2 separate regions of the Zea mays genome follow, and region 2 is linked to region 1. A link is a contact called in public Hi-C data. All regions are on one chromosome and are shown on one strand. The core of a region is the stretch at or near the end of the contact, and the rest is flanking DNA. Distances in the headings are between cores, read along the strand shown. Region 1 holds the start of LOC100191313. Region 2 has its middle 120 kb from the start of LOC542626.

Region 1 (6,122 bases), core at 1,674-4,173:
TAGACAAACAAAATATTCTAACGTCTCACCTGATTCGCGGTTACCTTAGCTGGTGCTGCACTTGATGATCCCTTGTTCTGTGAAAGGTTACAATTGATAAGATATATAGAACATTTCTGATGCTATCGTAGACATTCCAAATTCACAGCAGCCTTTGCATCCATATATAAAATACTGCTAATAAGCTAGCCATAGAAATTGAAGCACAAATTCTTTCAAATAATCCAATGCACTATGACAGTTATTCAGTTAATGTTATCAGTTATTCATATCTCAGTAATAATTTTATTATCATACCAAGTCATACACCCGTGATTTGTCATGTGCCCATGTGTCAACCAGAATAATAAACAAGTAGCCTACCTGTCTGAGCATTATAACAAGAAAATTATTTTCAACTACTTGGTTTTCCTCCAATGTTGTGTCGTCCTTGAGCACCTTCCCCTGGTGTATAAGCACTTGTTGGTCAGCAGGATAGGAAGCCTGCTCTTGTATACTCTCTATAACCTTTTTCACGTCGGCAACCTGTTTGAAGAACTTGTGTCAATAGCGGGCATGCAACAACATTATTACCAAATTCTTGTTAAATAGACTGCACTGTTTGCAAAGTGGAATTTGAATATGGGGATGGGTAAACTACTGAAGATAGTCTTAGAGCCCAGGTATTAGGCAATTAGGGGATAAGCAGGGTAACACAGTCATTGTCCCCTGCGCTTAGACTACTCTGTTTCGGTTCCTCTGTTTCGGTTCCTCCTGGTTTTCTTTTGATGGCGCCTGCACGATTATCATCATGAAAGCGCTGGCCGGCCACCACCACTCACTCTTATAGTCTTGATTCCTGGGTTCTATCATCCAGAAATTTGTACAGTGCTAAAAACAGACAACCTGCAGAAATTCATAACAGCAACGATAGATAACCATCTAGAAAAAGAAGCACCAATGAATTAAGGGCTTAAGGGTTGATAACTTCATCGTGCCATCTGGCTCTTGTATCCACCAAACCATCACCTTGGCGGAACCCAAACCCAAGCCACCCCATCTCCACATCCACAAGCGAACTCTGCAACAGGCTAACGTCTCTCAGTTCTGCCAATTCCACTTGCACCACTGGAACTCAACAAGCAACCTACAGATTGATCCATGCCTAATTTGCTCGCCGTTTCCAACACCCTAGGCCCCAAGCCCTCAACAAACCTACCAAGCAGACAAATATCGTGAAACGGCTCCATTGATCCATATAGCAGCTAGAACCATAGCGATAGATTGGGAGCATGGATGATTAGTTCCTAGTCGTTGGTGTCCACTTCGATCCAGGAGCTGGTGCCCTTAATCTCACCACGCCGCCACTGAGGGGAGGAAGGAACGAATAGTGCGATTTCTTGTCACAGTCTCCTATTTTGGATCCTGAGTAGAAGTGTGCTTTTGCAGATTGGGTCTTCTAGTTTGGTGAATTTATATGTACCCACTGCTGTTTATGGAAGGTGTCCAAATCAATCGGGTTGTGATGCTGGAGACAACGTGGAAGCTGTAGTTAGATAAGGATGCTGATAGGGTGTTCACCGTGCACATGGTTTGCATTTTGGCTGTGCGGATATAAGTTTGCCTATATTAGTTGGACCACATTGTACATGTATGGTTGATAGGTGCCATTGCACCTGTGAACCATCCCTATTTGAAAGACCGTCAATGTTTACGTCATGCTTGTGTTGCCTTATCTTGGTGCATACACACATACACATTTAGTTATCGATCCAATCAGAATCTTTTTCTAGCATGTCAAACTGTTAAAATAAGTGGCGTGAATCTGAGACAATTGCAGTAGAACATGAGCTGAGTAATCAGACGATTCTTCATTTTATCCTAGCTGATAAATAAAGAGATGTCATCTCCTTACAATCTCTACTGTAGATTGTAAGCAAGTAATATTGATTTACTCCTTATATCTGTAACCTTCATTGCTACCAGTTTCTTATCTAGAGAGCTGAAATAACCAGAGAAAGGGTGTTGATAGCATCTAAGGTTTGTGTTGTATGAACTTAGGTATACTGAAAAATTTAGATTTCAAAAGCTCTGTTTTATGGCAGCCACAGCATGCACCTATTTGATCCACTCCAACCACATTACCAAATAGATGAAAATGCAGCATTACATCCTAAAGCTGCCTAGAAACAAACTGGCAGGAAGTAGCTTATACTGATAAGATCTAACATCAACAAGTCAAGAATGGCTCCTGAGCATAGACCGACACTGCAATAACTAATCAATGCCCGTGCCCACGAGGTAATGAGGTATTATGTTGCCTTTTCTTTTATAATCGAACATACAACCTACAGCGATGTATGGTAGCCATAATAGATTGACTACAACGTATGCTCTATCTACCAACTATAAAGGGAGCAACTAATGAACTAATTACTAATGCCTGATAACTTCGCGTTGCCATCTGATTCCTGTATGAAAACATCATAAAGGAACCCAAACTGAAACCAGAAAGTACACAGGCGAACTCTGCAACAGCTCTCCGTTCAGCCTGTTACACACTCGCACCACCAGAACCAAACCAGCAACCTACAGACTGGATCCAAGGAAGCTTCGCTCGCGGCTTCCAACACTCTCATGTCTCATCGCCCCCGCAGGGGAACCAGCCAAATCCTAGACCCCAAACGAACCTAACAAGCAGCCCGCCAATACATCCAGCAACTAGAACCATAGCGACAGATCGGGAGCGCAAGGGCTGCCTACCTTGTCGGTAGGATCCACTTCGATATGGAAGCTGGATCCCTTGAGCGTCTTCACGGAGACCTTCATTTCGCCGCCGGCGCCTACGTCGAACCGGAGGGTTGGACCGTTGAGGCGGACAGCAGAGGTCAGGCGGCGTAGGAGAGGAAGGCGAGGAGATTTTTATTCCGGCCCCTACTGAGAGGGAGATTTTTTGCCGGCAGGGTCCTCAAGTTTAACGAATTTATATGTTTCTGTTGCTGTGTTTAGGAAGGTCCTGATTATTTGAGCTTCTAGTTAGCATCTCATTAGCTAAAAGCTAAAAAAACATATAGCTTTTTTTGTTTGTCGGGTACCGAGGAACCGCGTGCCTAAAGTAGGCCCAAGATTCTTAACGTCTCATCCACCAACCAAGCTTTCACTAAGCAACTCTACGTGGCGGAGCGGCCGACCAAGTCCTTACCGAGCAACCCTGCGAGACGGGGTGGTCGACCAATTCCTTGTCGAGCAACCCTGCGAGGCAGAGCGGCTGACCAACTCCCTATCGAGCAACCCTATGAGGCAGAGCAGCCGACGAAGTCCTCACCGAGCAACCCTGCAAGATGGAGTGGTCGACCAGCTCCTTGTCGAGCGACCCTGCGAGGCAGAGCAGCTGACCAACTCCCTGTCGAGTAACCCTACGAGGCAGAGCGAACAACCAAGTACTCACCGAGCAACCCTGCAAGACGGAGGCCACGATCTAGTACTACTGACCCACGTCAGCTGTGACAAGACGCGTCACCACCAAACCACGTTCGGACCACGAGCGTGGCATACCGAAGGGGTGTCGAGATGTAACAATCAATGATTTGATACGATGGTACGTCACCACATACAGTCTCTGGTGTATCCCGTTTTCCTTATGAGGCCAGTCAACCCCGGTCGTGGGGGATCCAAGCACCGGAGTCTCTACAGTAACCCGCATACCGGGAAGGACAGGACAATACACTATACCGGGTGTACGCCTACACACGCTGGAGGATCACACAAGACTCATGACAAAAAGCGAGACCACACTACGCACGGCCACCGATGGCAGGGGCCCTATCCCACCAGAGGTTGTGGAGGTCATGTCCTCCGTATAAGTAGACGGGGAGATGCTCCCCCTAGCCTAGCACGAGTCAGGCGTGCGGCCTTGATGGCAGCGTCCTCGGGGATAGGAGGAAGGGAGGCTTTGACGGTCCCAAGCAGGTTGCAGTGCAACCATCGATGAGTCCCTTGCAAAAGCAAATCTCTCGAGGAAAGTAGGAAGAAAGGGGAAACTGACCAAATCACTCAACTTTGTGTGGTTTAAAGACAAGGGACCCCCTCTCCCAAGAAATCCGACGTCACTCCCGTTGTAATAGATAGGACATGGGCCATGACCTCCGCCTTCTCAAGATTCACGATGGAGTGGCGATCGGAGTCGTTGTCGTCGATGAACCGCCACATCGGCCTCTACGAGCCGCGATCGGCTGGAGACGCCGCTACATGAAGGTGTGTATCAGCCTCACACCGAAGAGACCCGCCTCTACTGCTTGGCGATGGCATCCAGTATGTATTCGATTTCTGGCTTGAACTTCTTCTCCGCGACAAGTTCCACTCGGGCTTGGACACAGAGATCTGACCGGTGAACTATGGTGCGTTCCCCCTAGGGTTTTTCATGTAGAACCACTTGAAAGGGAAATAGGGTTAACCATTTTCTATAATTAATCTTGGTGGTTTATAGTCAACATAAACAATTGGACTAACTAGTTTGCTCTAGAATTCATGTATTACAGGTGCATTAGGTTCAACACGAACCAATAAAAGAATCAAGTTAGGGACTCAATTTGAAATGGAGCAAAGAACTTGAGTGTGCTAAAGATTAGCGCACCGGATAGTGTCCGGTGCACCAGGGTCGTACACTCCGAAGCAGCCAATCTCGGGAATTCAACGGCGCTGAAAGGGAAATAGGGTCAAACCTTTTCCTAAATGATTTTGGTGGTTGAATTGCCCAACACAAATAATTTGACTAACTAGTTTGCTCTAGATTATAAGTTCTACAGGTGCCAAAGGTTCAACACAAACCAATAAAAAGTCCAAGAAAGGGTTCAAATAAAAAGAGCAAAAGACAACCGAAGGCTGCCCTGGTCTGGCGCACTGGACTGTCCGGTGTGCCACCGGACAGTGTCCGGTGCACCAGGGAGATCAACACTGAACTTGCCACCTTCGGGAATTTGGGAAGCCACTCCGCTATAATTCACCGGACTGACCGGTGTAGCACCGGACTGTCCGGTGTGCCAGCGGAGCAACGGCTAACTACACCAACGGTCGTCTACAAAAGCAACAGTGAACATATGAACAGTGCTCGACTGCGCGCGCAGAGTCAGAGCAGGCGCCAGAAGGCGCACCAGACAGTGAACAGTGACTGTTCGGTGCACCACCGTCCACCGGACTGTCCGGTGGTCCCACATGTCAGAGCTCCAACGGTCGAACTCTAGCGGTTGGGTGACGTGGCTGGCGCACCGGACAGTGTCCGGTGGCGCACCGGACTGTCTGGTGCGCCCTTCGACAGCAGCCTTCCCCAATGGCCACTTTGGTGGTTGGGGCTATAAATACCCCCCAACCACCACACTTCAAGGCATCCAAGTTTACAGCCAACACACTCAATACAAGAGCTAGTGCATTCAATACAAGACACAATTAGAGTGAATCAAAATCTCTCCAAGTCCCAATTCCAATCAAAGCAATAGTGACTAGAAGAGAGAGTTTTGTCGTGTTCTTTTGAGCTCTTGCGCTTGGATCGCTTTTCTTCTTCCCATTTCTTATTCCCAAGATCTTTGTAATCAAAGCAAGAGACACCAATTGTGTGGTGGTCCTTGTGGGGACTAAGTGTCCCAATTGATTGAGAAGAGAAGCTCACTCAGTCTAAGTGACCCTTTGAGAGAGGGAAAGGGTTGAAAGAGACCCGGTCTTTGTGACCACCTCAACGGGGAGTAGGTTTGCAAGAACCGAACCTCGGTAAAACAAATCACTGTGTCATTCGCCTTATTCGCTTGTGATTTGTTTTCGCCCTCTCTTTCGGACTCGACTTTATTTCTAATGCTAACCCCGGCTTGTAGTTGTGCTTAAACTTTATAAATTTCAGATTTGCCTATTCACCCCCCTCTAGGAGAATTTCAATTGGTATCAGAGCTCGGTACTTCATTAGAGCCTAACCGCTCGAAGTGATGTCGGGAGCTCACGCCAAGAAGGAGATGGTGACCAGCAAGAAGCCCGCCACAAGCCACGGGAAAGCTCCATCGGGAGAGTCCGGCAACAAAAGGGAGGAATCTCCTCCCCGCGTCAAGTCACACCGGAGTGGCGACAAGAAGAAGAAAATGAAGAAAGTGGTCTACTACGAG
Region 2 (6,122 bases), core at 2,257-4,756, 190 kb before region 1:
AAGCGTCGTGAAGTAAGTCAACGAAATAAAGGACCTCCTATACAGCCAGACGCATCTATAGGTGATGAAAAAGTTAAATTCCTAATTGTTATTATACCTACATGTACCTTATACAAAGTTGACGTGTATTCTTTTGTATATGGGTGATATACAAAGAAGACATTAATATGGAGACATGTGAGATGGTTAACTTTGAAATAAGTGGAGATGTGCATCTTGGTTCAGGTATATGATCATTGTAACAATTATTTTAATAGATCCGCTTGTGGATTAGTGAATATCTATTAATCTTATTTTTAGTTTTCATTGTGTTTCACAGTTAGTCTTTCAGATGGCTGTAGCACCACTGATTTCACAAACTTTGCAACACAAGGTATTGCAGGTATACCAATCACAAATTTTTTCACCCACCGTTTTATATTGCAATGATGTTGTCTTTGACTAGATGTTGGCTCTTTACTTATGCTAAATGCATTTGTAGCCATGAAAATCATTTTACCATTGTTGATTTGACAGTTCCTAATAATAACACTTCACCGACCGATAATTTTATCGAACGAGAAAGGCAAAGGCATAGAGAAAGACGTGCAAAAATGTCAGTAGACCAAAGGAACAAGTTGAATAAGAACTGTCATGAGGTGCGACAACAAAACAAGGGACAACATATGATGTCCACTGTGTCAGGAGGCGATGAAACACGTCAAATTTAAATTAATGTTTCTGTGCATAAACCTACACTTAGAAAGTAATGTGTTCATTGTTTTTTAGATGGAGACGAAAAAGTAAATGTGAATCAAGATGATGATAGCGATTGGTTGCATAGGAATGAGACATTCAAGGCAGACGATGTTTTCACAACGAGAGACCTTCTGACACCAGGTACATGACTGTTCACTCGACTAAATTTGCAAAAACAGCTGATTCAAGGCGGTTTAACGTAGACATACCTTATTCCAGGCGGTGTGCATGAAACTATTGGTAATATGCCTAACCATAATTTGGAAAGGGCCGCCTACTTTAGAGAGCGGTACAAAAACTTAACTCCCACCGAGAGGGAGTTTAGGCGTGAACGCCTTAGGTTATATAATAATACACCAAAGCGGAAAGGGTCAAAGATAGAATACATAAGAAAACGTAGAGCACGGTTGGCTGACACATTGAGTCAGGAGTCCATCGCCATGGATTCCCCAACATATACCCCTGAGGTTGTACACCCTACAACAGATGCAATTGAACCTGATGGATCCGCAGTTAGCCCCTGCGACTGGGTTATCCCTGAAATCGCTAGTAACCCTTTCCTGCCAGCTTGAACACAGACTGAGGATGCTGATTCACTGCATATGTCTACTGGACCACTAAGACGTAAACAACATGTGCCACGTGGTGAAAGACAAGCTATCTTAGCCCGTCGAAACTGGCAATTTCACTACAAGAAATTCTTTAATCAATGACAGACAAAATTTGTCATGGATTAGCAAAAAAAACGTCACAAAGCCATGATTATGACGAATTTTGATAACGTCATGTAATGGGGGTAAAAAATTGTAATCTATGACGTTTCTTTTTTAATGGGATTCACAAAATTCGTCATGGAATAGCAAAAAACCGTCACGAAGCCATCTTCATGACATTTTCTAATTACGTCACCGAGAATTCGTCATGGATTAAATGATTTCTTGTAGTGTTTGAATCATCCATTTCAAGGAACATGGCTACTGCGACTGAGGATACTAATAGTGACGCTGGGGAAGGGGATGATTGGACACAACCCCATATGACTGCAAAGATCAACAACAATGGTAATTACTATCATTGTTTTCAAGTCGGACGAGTTGTCGGTCATTTTGGCTGACCGACTTGGATGATTAATCGTGACCAATCTCAATTGATCGGATGACTTGAAAACAATGATTACTATCCTATCTTAAATGGAACCAGCATGACGACGATAGAGTGTAGTCTGACTAAACGTGTGTTTCCATCAGTACAATGTAGGAATCAATGCCATGGTGCTATTGTGGCAACAAATTGTAATGCCCAAAATTGGTATAAGAGAAAGATAATAGGATAAAATAAATAAATATACTTCTATCCTAGAATTTTGAGGATTTCTGGATCTTCTTTCCTTTGTGCATATTCAACTAAAGGAATTAAAGTAGTCAAATGGCAAATAAATAAATACGCGAATGTGCATTTCATGCCGTGGTTCTTGTACTTTTGCACTTTGCATTCAAATTCACGGGACAAGTAAGTTTGAAAAATTTAAGTTGAAAATGGAAATAGAGAAGAAAAGAGAATAAAGGGAAAATGATACATACTATAAAAGAAAATATTTAAATACATCTCTTCATGTTAGTACTTTTATTTGTGCATTTAATCTCTGTGTGAAACTCATACACAAATTTGAATTCAAATATTAGATTTTGAAAACAAGAAATAAATCAGAATAAATAAATAATTAAAGAGAAAGGTATAAGCAGTACTTGGGCCAAAACCTGTAGACTCCGGCCCAGATTCAGCCCTCGCACGCTGGCAGGTGGGGCCGCTGGGCAGCCTCTCTGCCTCAGTCACCTGGGCCAATTTATTTCCCCCCTCCTCTTCGGCCGCGTGGGCCTAAACCTGTGCCCAGCCCATCGTCGCTCTGTATCACACAGGTTACAGCCCCTACGTCTCTACTTGATGGGGCCCACTGCCCAGGGTACTCTGGTCACGCACAAACTCTGTCTCGTGGGGTCCATCGAACAGGCTCGTCTTCCTCGCGGGATTGTTGCGAGCCGAGCGCCAGAAATCGCTCCACCGCGCGGATTCCAACTGAATCGCGTGCATGCCACGAATCGTTGGGTAGGCACCGGGCTCCATATATAGCTCATGGCGCGACCCTCCCTCGTCCACATCAAGCTGACTCTATTGCTGGCGACACAACAGTGAAAGGGGGAGGTTGGCGGAAGATGGGAGGCTCGTCTCCGCCATCGGTATCCATCTGGGTGCATACTACTGGCGGAGCTTCACGTAGGGTGTCAGGGTGTGGCGTTCGGAGTAGTGAAACTCGTCGAGGAAGCTTCCGATCGCGGGAGTGCGTGCTGGTGGGGGAATTTCTCGCCGTCGCGCAGCGACGCCATGAATCCGCCGTGCGCCGTGGCCAAGCTTCATCCACACCTCAATGTCAGTAAGAAGTAAGAACACCTCCGTTAGGATTGCCTAAACCACCTCTACGAATAAAATTATGGAATTGGGCGGTATCGGTTGGGGGCCCCGGTGCGGGCCGCGCGCTTCGCACCGACGACGTCGCCGCCATGGGTGTCAGGCTCACCACCGGTCGGAGTGAACATGGGAGAGAGGAAGGCGTGTAGGGACGCCCTGACGTCGATTTGGTAGGATTAGACGATCTCTTACCCCTTCGCTCGGTTGATAGAAACCGTATGATTTTGATCCGAGGGCCAGCGGCGAATCGCGTAGGTTTAAAACCGGTACCGTTGGATCGAGATCCGAGGGTCCTGGTCACATACCGGTTAGTGTATAGGGTTGGCCTAATCCGCGCCGCTGACTTAGGATCCGATGGTGTAGATCCTTCCATACCCCTTCGATCGGGTATTTTCTTAATGAGACCCTCCACTTTAAACTATTCAACCCGCCGTCCAATGCTGGGGAAACTGAGTCTTAAGAAATTTTATGAGTTAGACCCCGGGTTCTCTATTATTGTGTGCACAGCCTAGAACTCAGAGAAAATAGGAGAAATTAATTTAGAAAATGAATTTCAAATGTAAAAAGAATTCTAGAACTTATTTAATTCATAGAAAATTCATATTAAGTCCAAATTGATCCATTCCAGTTTCTATAATTTTGTAATATTATTGTTTATCAACTAGTGTCTCTGTTTTGACATGAAAACCATATTAAAATTAATCTCCTAATTAATCTTGTACCTAGCACCTAAAACTTTTGGAAACTCATAACTTAAAATTCATAACTACAAAATTAATGATTCCTGTTCCTATGATCTTATTTTGATTTGTAGATTATTAATATGTATTTTGTTCTTATGTTTGGTGTGATAATAATTTTGCCTATACCATGTTTGTTTGTATTGCTACGACTAGCGTGAGGTCACGAGTCATCTGAAAAGCAAGTTGGTACCTGGAATCTCAAGTCCCAGGCAAGTTGTGCCCTTGATCACTTCTTTTTACCCTCATGTTCTGATTAATCATAATGATCTGCATAGGTTAATTTTGATGGGACCCAATAGGTTACCCAAGTTTGATTATCTTTATACCTTGTTTACCACTGAATTCTTGGGTAGTACCTGCTATTGCTATATGTGGTTTTAGGTATAGAGATACACATTATTCATTATCATATTTATATCATCAGTTGTTATTTACTGTTCATGATAAGATCATTATGTTAATTGGAACATGGAGCGACCACCCGGGAAAACAGTGCTACCACAAGGGTGGTATGGGACGCCCTTTGCTGATTAATTAGGAAAGCTAGTGGATGACTACCTTACCCAAAAGGGGCAAGGGCATTAGGGGAGTGGTCAGTGTAGGGAGGTCCTTGGGTTGATTTTGCTGCGATGGCGGTCAGGCGAGGGATCCCTACATTGAAGCTTCCTATAAACTGTAGCGGGTTTTCTGAAGCTAGTGGAACTTTGTAAAGGCCTCATAGTGTTACCCTGCCTCGCTTCCTTGGTAGAGGTGTATGAGGCCCGTACAACCCCGTGGCAGATGGGTAACATGACTTGTGGGTAAAGATGCGCAACCTCTGCAGAGTGTAAAACTGGTATATCAGCCGTGCTCACGATCATGAGCAGCTCAGACCCTCACGTGATTAATTTATGGAACTAAATTAAATTTATCATATGCATTGCATCGCAGCTGTTGTATTTACTTTTGTTCTACTACTTAATTGGGTTGATATTTACTTATACTTAATAATTGCTAATAAAATTTTGACCAACTTTAAAAGCAATGCTCAGCTTCAATCATCTCCTTTGGTAAGCCTTACACTTCACGTGAGCACCCACCTTTGGCGAGTTCATGCATATTATTCCCCACAACTTGTTGAGCGATGAACGTATGTGAGCTCACTCTTGCTGTCTCACACCCCCACAGGTCAAGAACAGGTACCGCAGGAGGAGGCGCATGGAGGATGCTGTGATTAGTTCGTGAGTGGTCTAGGCCGTCGTCTCCCAGTCAACTTTGGTTTGCTGGATCGTGTCTTCATATGATGTAATTATTTATTTATTTTGTACAGAACCCCTATTATATAGTGAAGATGTGACATTCTTTTCTGTACCACTATTCATCATATGTGTGAGATTGGTCCCAGCACACCTGGTGATTATTTCGCGCTCGGGTTTTGGACCCCCTAAAACTCGGGTGTGACACAAATGAGAGTGCAAGTATGGACGGACAAGGAAGTGGGGTGGATCATACCCAGTCGAAGCCAAGGGTCATTTCCAATGGTAATTGTTAAGAATCTTTATTCAGGTTACATATTTTCCCCACCCTGTAATCCTGAATGCCCTTGTCTTTTATGTGGCTTGTATTTTCACGTTCCAGTTGATGACGATGACGGTGTCGTATTTGAAGACGATGCTGATGAGAACGAGGGATACCTATTCGCTGGACAATGTACTAATTTCAATCTTTTTATGATACCAATGCTTATATAAATACACATGTCTTACTCATTATTTTCAAAAAAATATCAGATGAGGATACCGATGAGGATATAGAGATCGATGGTAGTCAAGATGAATCGACTGCCACTGATGTTCCTGACCCATACGACAAGGTGTACATCAACATCCCTGAAGAAACACATATGCTCAAGACTGTTCCCAACTGCGGTTATTGCAACGCGAAGAAGTATGAGTATGAGCCACCTAGTTTTTGTTGTCGTGGTGGGAAGATTGAGCTAGCCCCACTAGAGACCCCTCCCCAACTTAAGAGGTTGTGGGATAGTGCAGACTCTGATGCTAGGCACTTTCATGATAACATTAGGTTTTTTAATGGCCATTTCTCTTTCACTTCCCTATATTGTTGCCTCGATAGTATGACAACTAATGTAAGGGATTCTGGTATATACATGTTCTGAGCACAGGGCATGATGTACCACAA

What was found. A called contact is a pair of places that touch in the nucleus more often than the background predicts.
Region 2: a contact with region 1 is called in a Hi-C map of endosperm, with 2.6 times the contacts expected there. The contact joins the enhancer-like site here to the promoter of LOC100191313 in region 1. A contact is called at or near these places in 3 of 25 Hi-C or Micro-C datasets (ear, endosperm and tassel).

The regions. Positions count from the first base shown.
Region 1 is chr7:114,285,497-114,291,618 of Zm-B73-REFERENCE-NAM-5.0, reverse strand. It overlaps LOC100191313, which reads right to left and starts at 2,923. Exons shown (of 11, transcript NM_001358442.1): 1 at 2,743-2,923; 2 at 364-525; 3 at 30-77. The coding sequence starts at 2,808.
Region 2 is chr7:114,479,680-114,485,801 of Zm-B73-REFERENCE-NAM-5.0, reverse strand. No RefSeq gene overlaps it. Among protein-coding and RNA genes, the nearest start is that of LOC542626, 120 kb to the left of the region's middle. Within about 2 kb of position 3,506, at least 18 of the 20 cell types and tissues checked have an H3K27ac peak or open chromatin away from gene starts, as enhancers often do. A contact at or near this core is called in ear, endosperm and tassel, where this site is marked.